4 separate regions of the Mus musculus genome follow, and regions 2, 3 and 4 are each linked to region 1. A link is a contact called in public Hi-C and HiChIP or PLAC-seq data. All regions are on one chromosome and are shown on one strand. The core of a region is the stretch at or near the end of the contact, and the rest is flanking DNA. Distances in the headings are between cores, read along the strand shown.

Evidence for each region. Hi-C and Micro-C count contacts between places; a contact is called where the count stands out from the background. HiChIP or PLAC-seq counts read pairs in DNA pulled down with a chosen protein or histone mark.
Region 2: an H3K27ac HiChIP or PLAC-seq map of stem cell-derived neural progenitor cells shows a contact between it and region 1, with 4 times the contacts expected there. The contact joins the enhancer-like site here to the promoter of Fam76b in region 1. A contact is called at or near these places in 1 of 484 Hi-C or Micro-C datasets (nephron progenitors), 17 of 115 datasets of contacts at active chromatin or transcription factors (the 230-238 cell line, bone marrow-derived macrophages, cardiomyocytes and 12 more) and 3 of 9 other capture datasets (adipose tissue, liver and macrophages).
Region 3: an HNF4G HiChIP or PLAC-seq map of pancreatic cancer cells shows a contact between it and region 1. The contact joins the promoter of Phxr4 here to the promoter of Fam76b in region 1. A contact is called at or near these places in 1 of 39 promoter capture datasets (stem cell-derived epiblast-like cells), 2 of 115 datasets of contacts at active chromatin or transcription factors (embryonic stem cells and pancreatic cancer cells) and 1 of 9 other capture datasets (adipose tissue).
Region 4: a contact with region 1 is called in a Hi-C map of Sertoli cells, with 4 times the contacts expected there. The contact joins the enhancer-like site here to the promoter of Fam76b in region 1. A contact is called at or near these places in 1 of 39 promoter capture datasets (embryonic stem cells), 1 of 484 Hi-C or Micro-C datasets (Sertoli cells) and 2 of 9 other capture datasets (adipose tissue and liver).

What each region holds. Positions count from the first base shown.
Region 1 is chr9:13,826,011-13,829,405 of GRCm38.p6, reverse strand. Fam76b (family with sequence similarity 76, member B) reads right to left here and starts at 1,690. Exons shown (of 10, transcript NM_176836.4): 1 at 1,345-1,690; 2 at 582-646. The coding sequence starts at 1,431. It overlaps Cep57 (centrosomal protein 57), which reads left to right and starts at 2,299. Exons shown (of 11, transcript NM_026665.4): 1 at 2,299-2,550. The coding sequence starts at 2,506.
Region 2 is chr9:14,302,899-14,306,293 of GRCm38.p6, reverse strand. Sesn3 (sestrin 3) reads right to left here. Exons shown (of 10, transcript NM_030261.4): 2 at 30-95. Among named protein-coding and RNA genes, the nearest start is that of Sesn3, 28 kb to the right of the region's middle. Within about 2 kb of position 1,868, at least 26 of the 459 cell types and tissues checked have an H3K27ac peak or open chromatin away from gene starts, as enhancers often do. A contact at or near this core is called in stem cell-derived neural progenitor cells, where this site is marked.
Region 3 is chr9:13,429,544-13,432,938 of GRCm38.p6, reverse strand. Phxr4 (per-hexamer repeat gene 4) reads right to left here and starts at 1,578. Exons shown (of 1, transcript NR_028271.1): 1 at 188-1,578. The region is part of intron 1 of Maml2 (mastermind like transcriptional coactivator 2); the gene reads right to left.
Region 4 is chr9:13,562,081-13,565,475 of GRCm38.p6, reverse strand. The region is part of intron 1 of Maml2 (mastermind like transcriptional coactivator 2); the gene reads right to left. Among named protein-coding and RNA genes, the nearest start is that of Gm51666, 47 kb to the left of the region's middle. Within about 2 kb of position 1,800, at least 133 of the 459 cell types and tissues checked have an H3K27ac peak or open chromatin away from gene starts, as enhancers often do. A contact at or near this core is called in Sertoli cells, adipose tissue and liver, where this site is marked.

The DNA.
Region 1 (3,395 bases), core at 441-2,940:
ATATTTTCTATAAAGAAGATAAAGCGGAAGCTCTAATGCCTTCCCTCTGGCTCTAATGCTCCCTCACCACCATGACTGCACATCCTCAGCATCAGGGCCCACCGCACTCCCCAGTCCACAGTCTCCACTGTCATGTCCACATACTCAGTAATAAAAGGACTTGTTCTCTTGAGCTTACTCTGTGTCCTCTAAAAGAGGGATTTCCTGTTAAAAACATCTGTGCTAATCACACTGCTTAAGGCAGTGACTTCAGTCTTCCAAGGCAGTTAGTAACACTGTAGCTCTTTCCTCAGGTTAATTAGCAGTTTCCCATTTAAAAAAAAAAAGTTTAAAAGTAATTGCTTATATTTTGACTGTTGGCAGAAGTGTACATTTTCCATCTATCAATTTTATCCCTTATTTTCACATGTAAAACCAGAATTTCTTTAGTTAAATGTCTTCTCTCATACTGTACATAGTAGCTCTAAATTTTAAATTTCAAAAACAAATCAGTTTTTCAAAGCACTTTAACACAAATATTACAACCCCTAATTATTCCTTATACGAATTTGTAACAATGAAAGACTGCTCAGTATACAAACCTCTCCTGCTGAAATTCTGATCTGCAGTAAGTACATTTTACAATAGGATGTGCAATCCGACATTCCTGTAATAAGATAATACATAAGTCAGTATTTATTTCAGAGACCCAATCTCACTCTTTGGTAGAAATTAATCGACTTAGTCAAGTGCCTGAAATGTCAATAAAACCTGGCTGGCAACGTAAACAACTGGGTGACTTATCACATCAGCCGTCAGGCAGAGTATAATTCCATGGGGATATTTTTGTCCTTAGTGGAGGGGGGGGGTGCGGAGGGGGTATATGGAACAGAGAGAAACTAAGGAAGCTGTCAGGACTGACTTCCAGGGGTGGTTTACATGTGAAACTACTAGTTATTTTGTACAATTGCTCACAGACAGCATCCCGGCTTTTATGGGATGGGAGGAGCTCCAAATCAGAGAGCACTCTGTTCCTAAACCAGTCGCTTCGCTTTCCGGGACAGGGAAGCAGAATGCCATCAGCTCTGCAGCTTCGGGTTGCTAGCAAGAAAGTGCAAACACGGGCCCTGCCTCCCAGTGGAAGGAGAGGGCAGTCCCTGCCAAAGCTGGGATGAGAGAGTCTGCACCCAATCTCTGCGACACGGAGGACTGGTGGCCGCTTGGCTCAGCCCCACCCGAGACCGCCAGAAGCGGCCGAGCTAGCCCAACCTGCGAGCAGGCGGGACGCGGTCGACACGGGGCTCGCCCATATAATGCCCGGGCCCTGGCGGGGAGCGGTGCGCTGAACGACCGGCGCCCACCGACCTTGCAGAGCTGTTGGCCCTGCGAGAGCTCCTCGAAGGGGTAGCGCTGCGTGCACTTGGTGCAGGCGTACAAGGCCGACGCCGCCATCCTGCTTTCCGGCTCCTCCGCGCGCGCTCAGGCGGGGCCTCCGGGAACTCGGCTGCCCCGCCCGCGGGCTCTTCTGCTGCTGTGGCCCAGTCCCGGTAACTGCCGGGTCCCCTGCGTCTCCCTCCGCCTCCGCCGCCGTCCCGGGACACCTACTGCCGCCCGCCCCGCCGCTCCCGTTTAGGCCCGGACCGCGGCGGAGGGAGACGAAGCGGGAGCTAGGCGGTGGATTCCGCTTCCTCCTCGGTCTCGCGTCCCTCTCTACGATTGGCTACAGAGAGCCTTACGTCACTAGAAAGCTCCGCCCAGTCCCTGGCCTAGGTTCGGCAGGGAGCGCCCACAAAGAGAGAAAGTACCAACCAATAGGAAGCCGCCGCTCTCAGAGCGCGAAATCCGCTTTGAAAAGATCCCGCCCACAAGCCACGGCCAGTCGTCGTTTGGCTGGTGCGCTTGAGCCCATTGGCCAGGGGGTCCACGAAACGCCGCTTTTTTTCAGTCCTTGGCTTCCATTGGACCATATCCTTAAGCCCCTCCTACTTCTGTTTGTCATTGGCCGAAAGGTCAGTACATCAAATGGAGAAGCAACGCTCTCTGGAGTTTATTCCTGGGATGCTGATGGAGTATGTCAACTTTCCATTCTCCTTTATTCAGCTTCCGTCATCCGCCTCAGCAGGCGCTGAAGGTTCCAGAAGCCCTAGCCTTTGCTTCCTCATCCAGAAAATCCATCCCTTTTCAGACGCTCCCAGAGCCGTCTGTCAACTCAGACGTTGCCGTTCCCGCAGGCTCCGCGATGCGCTACCTTGTGACGTCACCGAGAGAGGAGGCGGGCTCTTCCCTGCCACCAGAAGTTGTCCTCTTTTCTGATTGGTCACTGGAAGGCGTCTATCAAGACGCGTTGCCTTTCCCGTGCGCGCTGAGTGTGGCGTCCTTGTGGTTTGCGAGACCGAGGCTCCTATAGGGTTCGCAGCTCGCCCGCCCCTTCCATCGGGGACTTGGATTCCGCTTGCCCCAGGCGGGCGGCTGTCGAATCCGGAGGAGGAGCTCAAGGACGGCGTCTGGGGTTGCGCAGGTGGGAAGATGGCGGCAGCCTCGGTCTCGGCGGCTTCTGATTCTCAGTTTTCGGTAAGGGGCGGCAATCGCGTGGGTTCCAGGTGGGCCTGTACGGCTCTCCGGGTTGCCTCACTTTTCAGGGGGCCCGCGATCTGGCGTCAGCCCTCGTCCCGCAGGATGGCGGGCTGCCCGAGGCCGCGTGCCACTCCCGGAGGCTGCAACTGTGTTTTCTGGAGCACCTCCTTTTCCACCCTGCGTTCCCTTGTCCTCTCAGCCGGTGCTTTGGAGCGTTGTCCCGAGCCTGGCTGGTGCACTCTCAGGCCCGCTAACACAAAGCTCTGTCGGTCACGTGAGCGTAACGGCCCGTCTCGGAAACTCACTAACAGGTAGGTGTGCAGGTTTGTAGAGTGGCAGCCGCTGAGGCGTCCGTGGTCCCCAGAGTGCGTTTTCGCCCTTGCTGCCGTGCCTCTCTGTTTGTTGCGCGACCCTTGCAGGCGGAGCCCGGGCATTCCCACTTCCCATTACTAGACTCTGTATGGAAAAGTTGCTCTGGAGAAGCGATCGGGAAAATTAAGCCTGCGGGTTTAGTTAGTCACTGATGTTTTAAGAGTGGATTGTGGCGCTCAGTCTTTTGGAAAACGCTCCAATAGGAAGAAATAAGAATTAAATGTGAGAAAACTGGAGTTCTTTTTAGAAATGTTCCTGTACTTAGCCGACCGTTGGTCCTAAAGTTACAGGAAGGAATTGAATAGAAATCCCACTCTGAAGAAGGAGCAAAGCACTGTACTAATTAGATAATTACTGCGCTGCAGGTTTTGATACCAGAGGCGTCTGGGGGAGATTGATTAGCAGTATTAGGGAAGATAGGATCTTGAAAGGAAGATAAGCTAGCTGCGTGTTGAAGGAATTTAAGAGAA
Region 2 (3,395 bases), core at 619-3,118, 480 kb before region 1:
GATAATGTATTAAAAACAAATGGCCATACTTCCTTCTCTGGAATAAAGGCACTTGGTCCTCTTGTCAGGGGTTGAGACACTCGGATTCTTTTGTCCTGTTTGTAAAAGAAAAGTTCAATGTGTTAAGATGACTTACCAAGAAAATTTAAATTGGTAGATATTTTCAGCCAACGTAGTAAAATAAATAAGTCAATATAATTATGTAAAACTCAAAGAAGTCTGGGGTTCAGATCAAAGAAAACCCAGAGCAGCACCAGTTGTGTTTATGTGAGCTAAAGGGACAGGCCTCTACACCTCATTGATGGGGGAAAACTCAGTTATTTACTACAAGGCCTTAGCTCACACTTTACATGAGGGAAAGCCCTTAACCTTCACAATCAATTCATACCTGTTGGTACACTGCTACAGTAGGAAATTGTTGAGGAATACTAATATTTTTGTTCATACTAAGTCTCTCTATATAAATTATGAAATTGTTAATGAGATTGCTTCCTTCTCCATGGGTGAGGTTAGGTCAGAAATAGACCAAACAGGCCCCTTGAACTCCTTAGCCAGGAAAAGAGATGCAGGAAAATGGCCACTTGATCTTCTCAGATAAAAGTAACACTCTGAGTTAAGAATCAGTTCTCTGATGCCACAAGATGACACTTTGGACAGCAGCATGGTTATAGACTCAATAGGAATATTAAGGATATTATATAATAAAATAATAAGAAAAATATTAGAGACCTTGTGGCTACTAGAAAAGCTTGGTTTAAAAGCTTTAGATGCCTCAAAATCTCCTGAGGAAACTTCTTTTTTATTATTATTAGATATTTTCTTTATTTACATTTCAAATTTTATCCCCTTTCCTCATTTCCCCTCCGAAAATCCCCCATCCCATCCCCCCGCCCCCTGCCCACTAACCCACCCACTCCTGCTTCCCTGCCCTGGCATTCCCCTACACTGGGGCATCGAGCCTTCACAAGACCAAGGGCCTCTCCTCTCACTGATGTCCCACAAGGCCATCCTCTGCTACATGTGCAGCTGGAGCCTTGAGTCCCTCCATGTGTATTCTTTGGTTGGTGGTTTAGTCCCTGGGAGCTCTGGGGTACTGGTTGGTTCATATTGCTGTTCCTCCTATGGGCTGCAGACCCCTTCAGCTCCTTGGGTCCTTTCTCTAGCTCTGAGGAAACTTCTAAGGTAAGAACGTAACTCGGGTGGTTCCTTGTCTCAAAGTGACAAAGTCTTCTCTCTATGATCCAGTCTCTTGGCTACAGCCTATGCTAAGACCCCAACAATCAAACAGAAGCTGATTGGTAGCCCGTGGAAGGGATTGGCTACCCACTGGTATACCCATGGATTCCTGGGTATATAAGTTCTGTCCAAACCAAGTTAGACTAATTAGCACACGTTAATAATTTCCCAGGACTATACAGTAGCTACGTGAACACGATGCAATCAGAGAGCCAAGAGAAACAAAATGCTGCTCGAATGCAGAGGCGAGAGGGAACAAAAGGAAAGCCCAGGGTGGGTGTCAACAGAGAAGCCCGAGGCGTTGCTATGGAGTCCTGGAAAAAGTAGAGCTGAAGCATGGTCATTGAAATTCATTCTTTTCCTTCCTCTCTCCCCTTGGTAGTGGGCAACTTTAGTCTTTTTTGTCCTTTACAAATCAAAGAGCCTACCAAAAACAAAATAGTTATTTAAATCCTTTAAGTCCTGTACTTCATTAGGAAGCAGTTTTACAACAAATTGGCAAAAGTAGGCAGTTGGGTATTCAACAATGATTTATTTGAGAGCCTAATTGAATATTGTGATAGACCATGTAGAGGGGTAAGAAAACAGACACAGCCCCAACCCTTCTGAGTCTGGCACACACTCTCCATCAGCTGTCAGTGTTCTAGCAACATGTATGCATCACACGACACTTTAAACTGTTTAAGTTTCCAAACAAGTAACACATCTAGATGACAAAATGATGACAAATCACCCTCAATTGACTGCCCGAGTACACTGGAGGGTGGCATGTGAACTGGAGTCATTCAGAATTTCTCATACTGGGATTTCTTGTCTACATCAACTGTAGTCTATCTAGAAAATGGATTCAGAATAGGAGATCTATATTCTCTTAGTTCCACCTGCCAATGACAACAAATGAAATGATAAGACAATCGTGGTAGTGCACACCTGCAATCCCAGCACTTAGCAGGATCAGACAGGGAGATCATGAGTTTGAGACTAGACTGGGCTACACGGCCATCTTGTCTCTAAATACATAAAAGTAAGGATAAAAAAACAAAAACAAAAACAAACAAACAAACAAAAAACCCAAAACGCACCCTACTGTCTGTAGAACTTCGTGGTGAACTAGTTATCCAGGAACAGCAACTTGCTGGAAATCTAATCACTTCAAATAAACGATCATCTAAGAGGCTGATTACAAAGGGGACAATCAAGTCTGAAGAAAAACAAATGTAACTATGGAGACAAGTGAATACTACAAAATAAGAAAATACACAAAATGCAGAAAAAATGTAGGGGAATAAAATCCACACCCTCTTATGTGGAAGCATACAAGGAATTTCTGGAGACAGACTGAGGTACTACTGTTATACTTGATAAAAATCCCAAGTTAACACATTAATCAACTTAATTCACCTTTACAGTTTGAAACTGCTACTTTCCTTAGAAAATTACATGCTGGAACAGCCAACATTTCAATATAAAATGTGTTTTCATTGTAACACAACTGCAGGTTCTTGCTAGCATCGATCCTCTAGTTTTTAAGCAGCTACTAAGAAGGCAGATATACACAGCTAAGTACATCACTTGCCCCACACTGGTGGGCACACACACTCTGTGGCCAGGACAAGAGTGTTCCCAGCCATCAGCTATCTAGCTAGCTGTTCCAAGCGCAGGGATGTGCATTTCGGTTATGACTGATACTGGTGGGAACCTAATGTATGACAAGAGGCCTGTGCCACAGCTCCTGAGCTTTAGAATAGTTTCTGCAGCAAGATGACTTCCTGGGGTTTAAACTATAATTAGCCTTTAAAGAGTTGCAAACTGCTACAGAAGAGCAGAAATGCTCATTTTCACCCCACTGATTTCAAAAGGATAATGTGCTTGGGTTCTTTTACTTTATGTTTATTTGAGAAAAGAGATGAGGACCAGAGCTGTGTTTGCCACGTTATTCTGGGGGTGGCACTGCTTCTGGGCCATCAAGAGGAAAATGGCAGAACTCTGGTGAGAGCCCAGGAGAACGGTGGAACAGACTGACTTGAGAGCACCATTTGTTCAGTAAATTGAACCAAGAGCTAACACCATCTTATTTTGTCTCCCCCCCCCTCTCATACACACACAAACACACACACACACACACACACACACACACACTCAGGAGTACATATTATACA
Region 3 (3,395 bases), core at 329-2,828, 400 kb after region 1:
TCTCCTTCTTTCCTTCTTTCTTTCTTTTGCGATTTTGAAGTAGAGTCTCACTGTATAGTTTTGGGTATCCGGAAACTTTGTAAACCAGGCTGGCCTAGAACTCAGAGATCTGTGCCTCCTAATTGTTGAGATTAAAGGCATGTGTCACCATGTCCTGTGGGTTTTATTTTCCTAAAATGTTTGGGTTTTTTTTTTTTTTTATATTTGGTGTGTTCAGATAATACCCATTTGTCCTGCTAGTCTAATCTCTGTGTCTTTAGCCATGTGCCTTATTTCTGTGCAACTTTTAGAGGATTCCACTGGCCTGACACTTCATTGCTCACCAGAACACAAGCTGACGCTGGTTCAGAAAAGTGCAAGGGAAAGTGCAAGGAAAGGCAATTCCTCTGCTAGTTTTCAGGTCTGGGGAAAACGGGATTTACTGCTAAGAAGAGAAGGGAAGAATGAAAAATTACATGAAGTTAAGATGGGTGATGTCTATAATGGAGGAACAGGGGCTTCTGGAGAACACAGTGAGACCCTAGTTCAAAATTACAACAAAGAAAAGAAACAAAAAAGGAAGAAAGGAAGGAAGGAAGAAAGATGGACAGACAGACAAAAGCAGAGAGAGATGAAATACTAGAATATCGGACTGGGCCTTTGAGCACTGGGCACCTTGAGGTGATGCTATGACTGTGGACGAGGAGATCGTAGGTTGAATGTTGTAAGGATTTCTTTTGGCAGTGTTTATCTGGGCTGAAGATGGCCAAAGTTGGGAAGAAGAAAGGCCTAGGCAAGATGGGAAAGTGTGAAGGGACACAAACATGATAGCTAGGACAAAGGTCACCAAAGCAAGGGAGCTGCAACTGCACATTTCATGGATGGCATGGGGGTGCAGGCAGCTTGCGAGGTTATAAGAAAGTCTGGCGAAGCCCAAAACAATTAGAAAATGATATCCACATCAACCTACTTCTGTTCCCTGGCTTCTTAATGCCCTTTCTCTCTTGTTTTGGCTTTGATGTCAGAAGTGGGCTGTGAGAGGCTGGATCCAAGTAGTGGGCCTGGAGGCGATGCCAGAAATGCCCTGCTAAATGCACCGGGGAGAGGCTGATGGCACTGGCACTGGCACTGGCACTGGCACTGGCACTGCAGGGTGTGTTAATGAGCAACCCAGGGGCTGGGAGGTGGCTCAGTGGGTAGCATACTTGCCATGAAGACAACTAGCATGCCCATAGAAAAACTGGGTATGACACAAGTATCTATACCAAAACCTGCTTTAAATAACAAGGTAGAAAAGGATTTGGGAAGAAGACACCTGAGGTGGAGGGCTGTTGTCCATATGTGTGCATATGTGCACACATGTACATATACACACAATACATGTACACACATACACACAGAGAAACACACACACAAACACACACCACAAACATATATACATAGCATCTTATTTAGGGTTTTTATTGTTGTGAAGAGACACCATGACCACAGCAACTCTTATAAAGGAAAGCTTATCATTAGGGCTGGTTTACATTTTCAGAGGTTTAGTCCGTTGACATGGTAGGTAGCACTTGGGCAGACATGATGCTGGAGAAGGGGCTGAGAATTCTATGTGTTGATCAGCAGGCAGAGGAGACAGTGGAGACTGTGATCCATACTGGATGGAACTTGAGCATATGAGACTTCAAAGTATGCCCCCTGCAGTGACACACTTCCTCCAACAAGGCCACACCTCCTAATAGTGCTACTCTGTATGATCATCCGAGTACATGAATCTATGAGGCCCATACCTACTCATATCACCACACATATCCACACATACCCACAGATACACACAGATAAACATACACACACAACACACATACCCATACATACATATGCATATATTCACCCACACACATACACACAGCACACACATATATATATACACACACACACACAAACACAAACATACACACACATGCATATACACACAAACACACTGGCACATAGACAGTCAGACACATAAATACATGGCAATCAAACTCTGAAGTCTACCATATACCTTTGAGGAATCTATCTTGAAGCTCCTTGCCACCATTCCAGGCTCCCAGGGGAGTCATCCAATCAGCTGAGACTGTCCCAGGGACTGCCTTACTTAAGAAATTGCTGCCTTCCTTTTGTCAGAGGGTCTCAACACACAGATATGAATTCAGAGAGTGAAGGAGAGGATGGGATATGCAGTTTGGGGCTAGGTTAAGATAAATACCAGTTCCTAATTCTGTTTCCAGTTCACTATTTTCTTTGAGAGCAATGGAAGGAAAGCTATGTTCTTCATAGGGAATCACCATTGCACTGGAGCCTGGAGGTGAAGCAGACCACGGAACAGGGTGTGAGAACATTTATTTACAATGGAAAGAGTTTTAGTGCACACAGCGCAAAGGCTGGAAGGGAAGTCAGCAAAAGCAAGATAAGAGACTGGAGAAAGGGAGGATCTCTGTATCAGGTGACATCATAAGAGGGTTCACGACCCCAGAGGCTTTGACTATTGAGTCAGACAGGAAGAGGGCCGGTGATGACTGCTAAAAGTCCAGCAGGACATTTTCATAGACTCAGTGGAAAACATCGACAGCGGTGTCAGGCTTGACTTAGTTCTTAGATCAGTTGTTGCCACTGGGATTTTGGACATCTTATTGAAACCACTAAGCCTCAGTTTCCTTATCTGTACAATGGGAACAAATAGTCACTCTATCAGATTATTTTGAAGATATAATGTTCAACTGCTTAGCTCATTTCTGGCCAACACTCATAATTGTTAATATTTATTATAACTATCTTTATGCTTTTCAATGAACCTCTTTGCATAATGGATTTTAATATCAACTGATTAAAGGTGTGTGTGTGTGGTGTGTGTGTGTGGGGGGGTAGGATCCCTGTATACTTATAGTTGGCTGGCAAATATAAATAATAATAGAAACAAGTAACTCACACATCAATTATGAACTGCCAACTAGGTGGTGGACACCTGAAATTCCAGACCATGGAGGCAGAATCAGGGCATTGTCACAAGCCTGAGAGTAGCCTCTTACACAGCAAGTTCACAGTTCAAAAGTCCATAAACAAATAAAGCACTCACTTTCCTAGTAAGAAAACAAATGTTTCTCTTCTATTATTACACCTACAATTTGCTTTTTGTCAACAAGATTGGAACAGTAGAGAAAGTGGGTGGGGCAGAAAGGACTTGAAATTGGGAGCCCACAGAGTAGCATGGGGCCAGAGAAAGAGGGCTTCTTCGCATGTTTACCCAATGTGCCTGCCCCTCCCCCCCTTGTCCCAGCTCTGTGAGTGACTTCCTTGAGGCTGTTGATAGATGTGTTAAAGCAGAACTCCTCTTGGGACTTGGATGATCTGTGGTGAATTGACTTGAACAAACACAA
Region 4 (3,395 bases), core at 551-3,050, 260 kb after region 1:
TGACTCTGTAAATGGATGCTTAGGATAACAGGGCAGAAGTTTCTGAGACATCCAACAGCAAAGTCTTTCCAGTATTGTTTGGCAACGAAGTATAGTATCTCAGGTCAGTTCAGTATAGGAGCTCTCATAAGACTTCCCCCATCCTGGGTCTGTGCATAGAGTGAGCAAGGACAGTCACTTCCAATGTAGTTCCAATGAAGAACAGTATACACATAGTTAGTGGTAATGCAAGATTGCATGGGTAATGCAAGAACACAGAGAGAAAGCTGAGCCACACAGAGGACACTTTTATCTATCTAGTAGGCTCCAAGATTTCTTGGAGAAAAGATGCTTTTGGGGAGACTTGAGGTAAAATGCTCCTTCTTTGCACCTTAGGTTTACTGCTATTCTCAGTGATGTCCTGGCAGTGGTGACCCTGTGACCTTTTGGCCCCTGGATGTATGCTGCCAACAGTGTGCTGGATCTCGACCCCCCCCCCCCTTTCTCGCTGGGATCTCTATACACAAGTGCTTGGGGGAAGCCTGCTTACATTAGTTAGGACTCCTGTTGCTAGAGTATATCGGCCACCTTAGATCTTTATTTTATGAAGAAAGTGATCTTTATTGGGTTTATTGTTATGGGTGGTCCTGCTGGTGGGCCAGAAAGGGTGCAGAGCACAGTCAGAAGGAGGATGGAAGGGCAGTCAGATGGAGGCATTAGACTCCTGAGAAGGAAGTGCTTCTGGGACTACTACCCACAGGATTCAGCACGGCCTTCCTGCTGATCCCTTAGAGCATCTTCTACTCTCAGACCTCATGTTTCCTTAGAGTCCATTTGTATGTGTGTTTGTGTGTGTGTGTGTGTGAATATGCACTTACATACACGCATATGATGTGGAGGTCAGAGGTTGACATCAGTCATATTCCTCAGTTACTCTCCCCTTTATTTTTTGAGACAGGGTCTGTCACCAAACACAGAGCTCTTTAATTATGCCAGGCCGGCTGGCCAGCAAACCCCAGGTAAACATTCATCTAGGGATTAGACTCAGATTCTCATGCAATGTGACAAGGACTTTACTGACTGGATGACCTTGCTCAGCACTTCCCACCCACCTTTTTCCTCCTGATGCTCAATAGTCTAACAAGGAAACACTTGACGAACTCTGTGACTACAGCATCCTGGTCCAGTAAGTGTGGTTGTTATCTTCCAGTTTGCCACAGACATTCTGTGTAGATGCAGCTGCTCAGTGACAAATGCTTTCTGAGTCAGGGAGAGCAAAAGAGTCAGGAGCTCTCTACCTCACCCTGCCCTCTCTACATTCCTCTCAATTTGCAGGCCTGGTGAGTTAAAACCCACTTCAACATTTCTAGCCTCAGTGCTAGGCAGAAGGATTGCAGGAGGTTGAATGGCAGTTGTGGTGCATGGCTGTAATGTGGCTCCTGTGTGTTGAGAAAACACAGTGCAAAAACAAGCGTGGAGGACCCGACACAACAAGCGCATTCGCTCTGCTGTGTAAAACCTGAAGTGGGAGAGGATTGTGTTTGCTCTCCCCACACCCCCGGCTACTATTTCCAGCTCATCGAAGAATTGGCCCCATGCCTGTCTGCAACAGGAAATGCTCCTCCTTGGCTGGCATGCTCTGCTTCTGTCACACAGGGCTTCCATATGTGCTAGGACTCAGGCTTTTCCCTGACCACACAGAGGCGACCCTCTTCCTCCGATCTCTTGGGTGCTTTTCTCACCCTTGACACCTTACATGGATCAGACAGGGCTGTGCTGTCTCCTCCCCTACCCCCACACACCAAAGGTTCATTGAATTAGTCACTCGGACTTTCCACAGCTTAGCTGAAGGTCACTTGCTAAACTGTGCCAGGGGAAAGGCACCTCTGAGAAGGGCCTCAGCTTTTCAGCCTCCTTGAGCCCCTATGTGGCTATGTGTCACTGTCCCAAAGAAGTATGAGGCAAGATTGCCCTCTGCCATCACTAAGGAGCTTAGCCCTGGGACAACTCATGCTTCCATCCCAACAGCGTAGGTAATTGCCTAAGTTCTGTGGGCCTCACTTTTTCCAACTTGAAAAACAAAGATACTCAGTTTCCTCACAGGGGTGATTTGAGGACATATTAACCACTTTGAGAAAAACCACCTTAAGAGTTTAACCAGAGGAGGCAAAGGATGGTTACTGCTCATCCAGACATGCCAAGGTCAGATCAATCACAACAACAACCTATTTAGTTGGAACCCAAAAGTAAATTATCAGTAGACCGAAGCCCATTCTCTTTGCATCACGCTTCATCTCTGGGCTGGAAGTTCAGTATTATGAAGCAAGACAAACAAAACACAACAGACTCCTAAACTTGCTGTCCTTTTGGCCCCGTGTCTGGCTTGTAGTGGTGGGTGGACTCTGTAATTGCAGGGTTTGGATATAAAGTCCCCAGCCACATCTCGATCAGTAGTCAACACAGGGTGAGGGAACAGCCAGTGGCTGGCTGAAGAAAGGATTTAATTGTTTCCCATCAGGGCTCCCATGATTCAGCTAAGGAAGAAGGTTCGAGAACAGTAGACCCTACATGACAAGACTGAAAAGACAGGAACACTCTGCCTCGTAGGTCTTTTGAAGTTGATGTTCAGAGAATCCAGTGATGATTCAAAACTCTAGGAATGAATGTTTCAGAGCCACAGACACAAAGAGTGTCGCCTGGAGAGGAGTGAGAGGGTGTCTTACCCCATGATGATATCCAAAGCAAGAATTGTCCCAACATACGCCAATCACAGCTCACAGATTTGACCAGGAACTTACCCAGAGCCCTCACACACAAGCAACACACACACACACACACACACACACACACACACACAAACACATACACATGCACTCTGTCACACACACACATGCACATGGCAATCAGACAGACAGACACAGACACACACACACACACACACACACACACACACACACAGAGTTTAGCTCATCACCCCATGGCTACCACTAGTGAGATACAGTACTTGATGTGATTTTCATGACAAAGCTTGGAACTTTGCCGAAACAGAGTCAGTCAGCTATCTCCCCTTGTCCCCACTCTTGTCAATGGGGAAAAAACAGCATATGCGTTCAGAAAGTACTGAAATAATTAAAACAGCTACTTTTAAAATATCTTGTAATACTAAATTTGATTCTTGGAAGTAACGATATGTCTTTCTCTCTAGCTCCTCCTATCTCTACATCAATCTCTCAGGTTCATTGATTTTCTATATACATTAGTGTAGAAAGATGTACCTTGTGCATACGGCTCACAAAATACTGCGGTGACTAGAAAGGAGGAGAAACCCTCCAGAAGCCGTCTGCCTGCTGTTTGTATCATTTGTGTTTAACGGTTTCTATAAACTCAGTGCCTCTAATTTAAGGTTATCTCTTTTC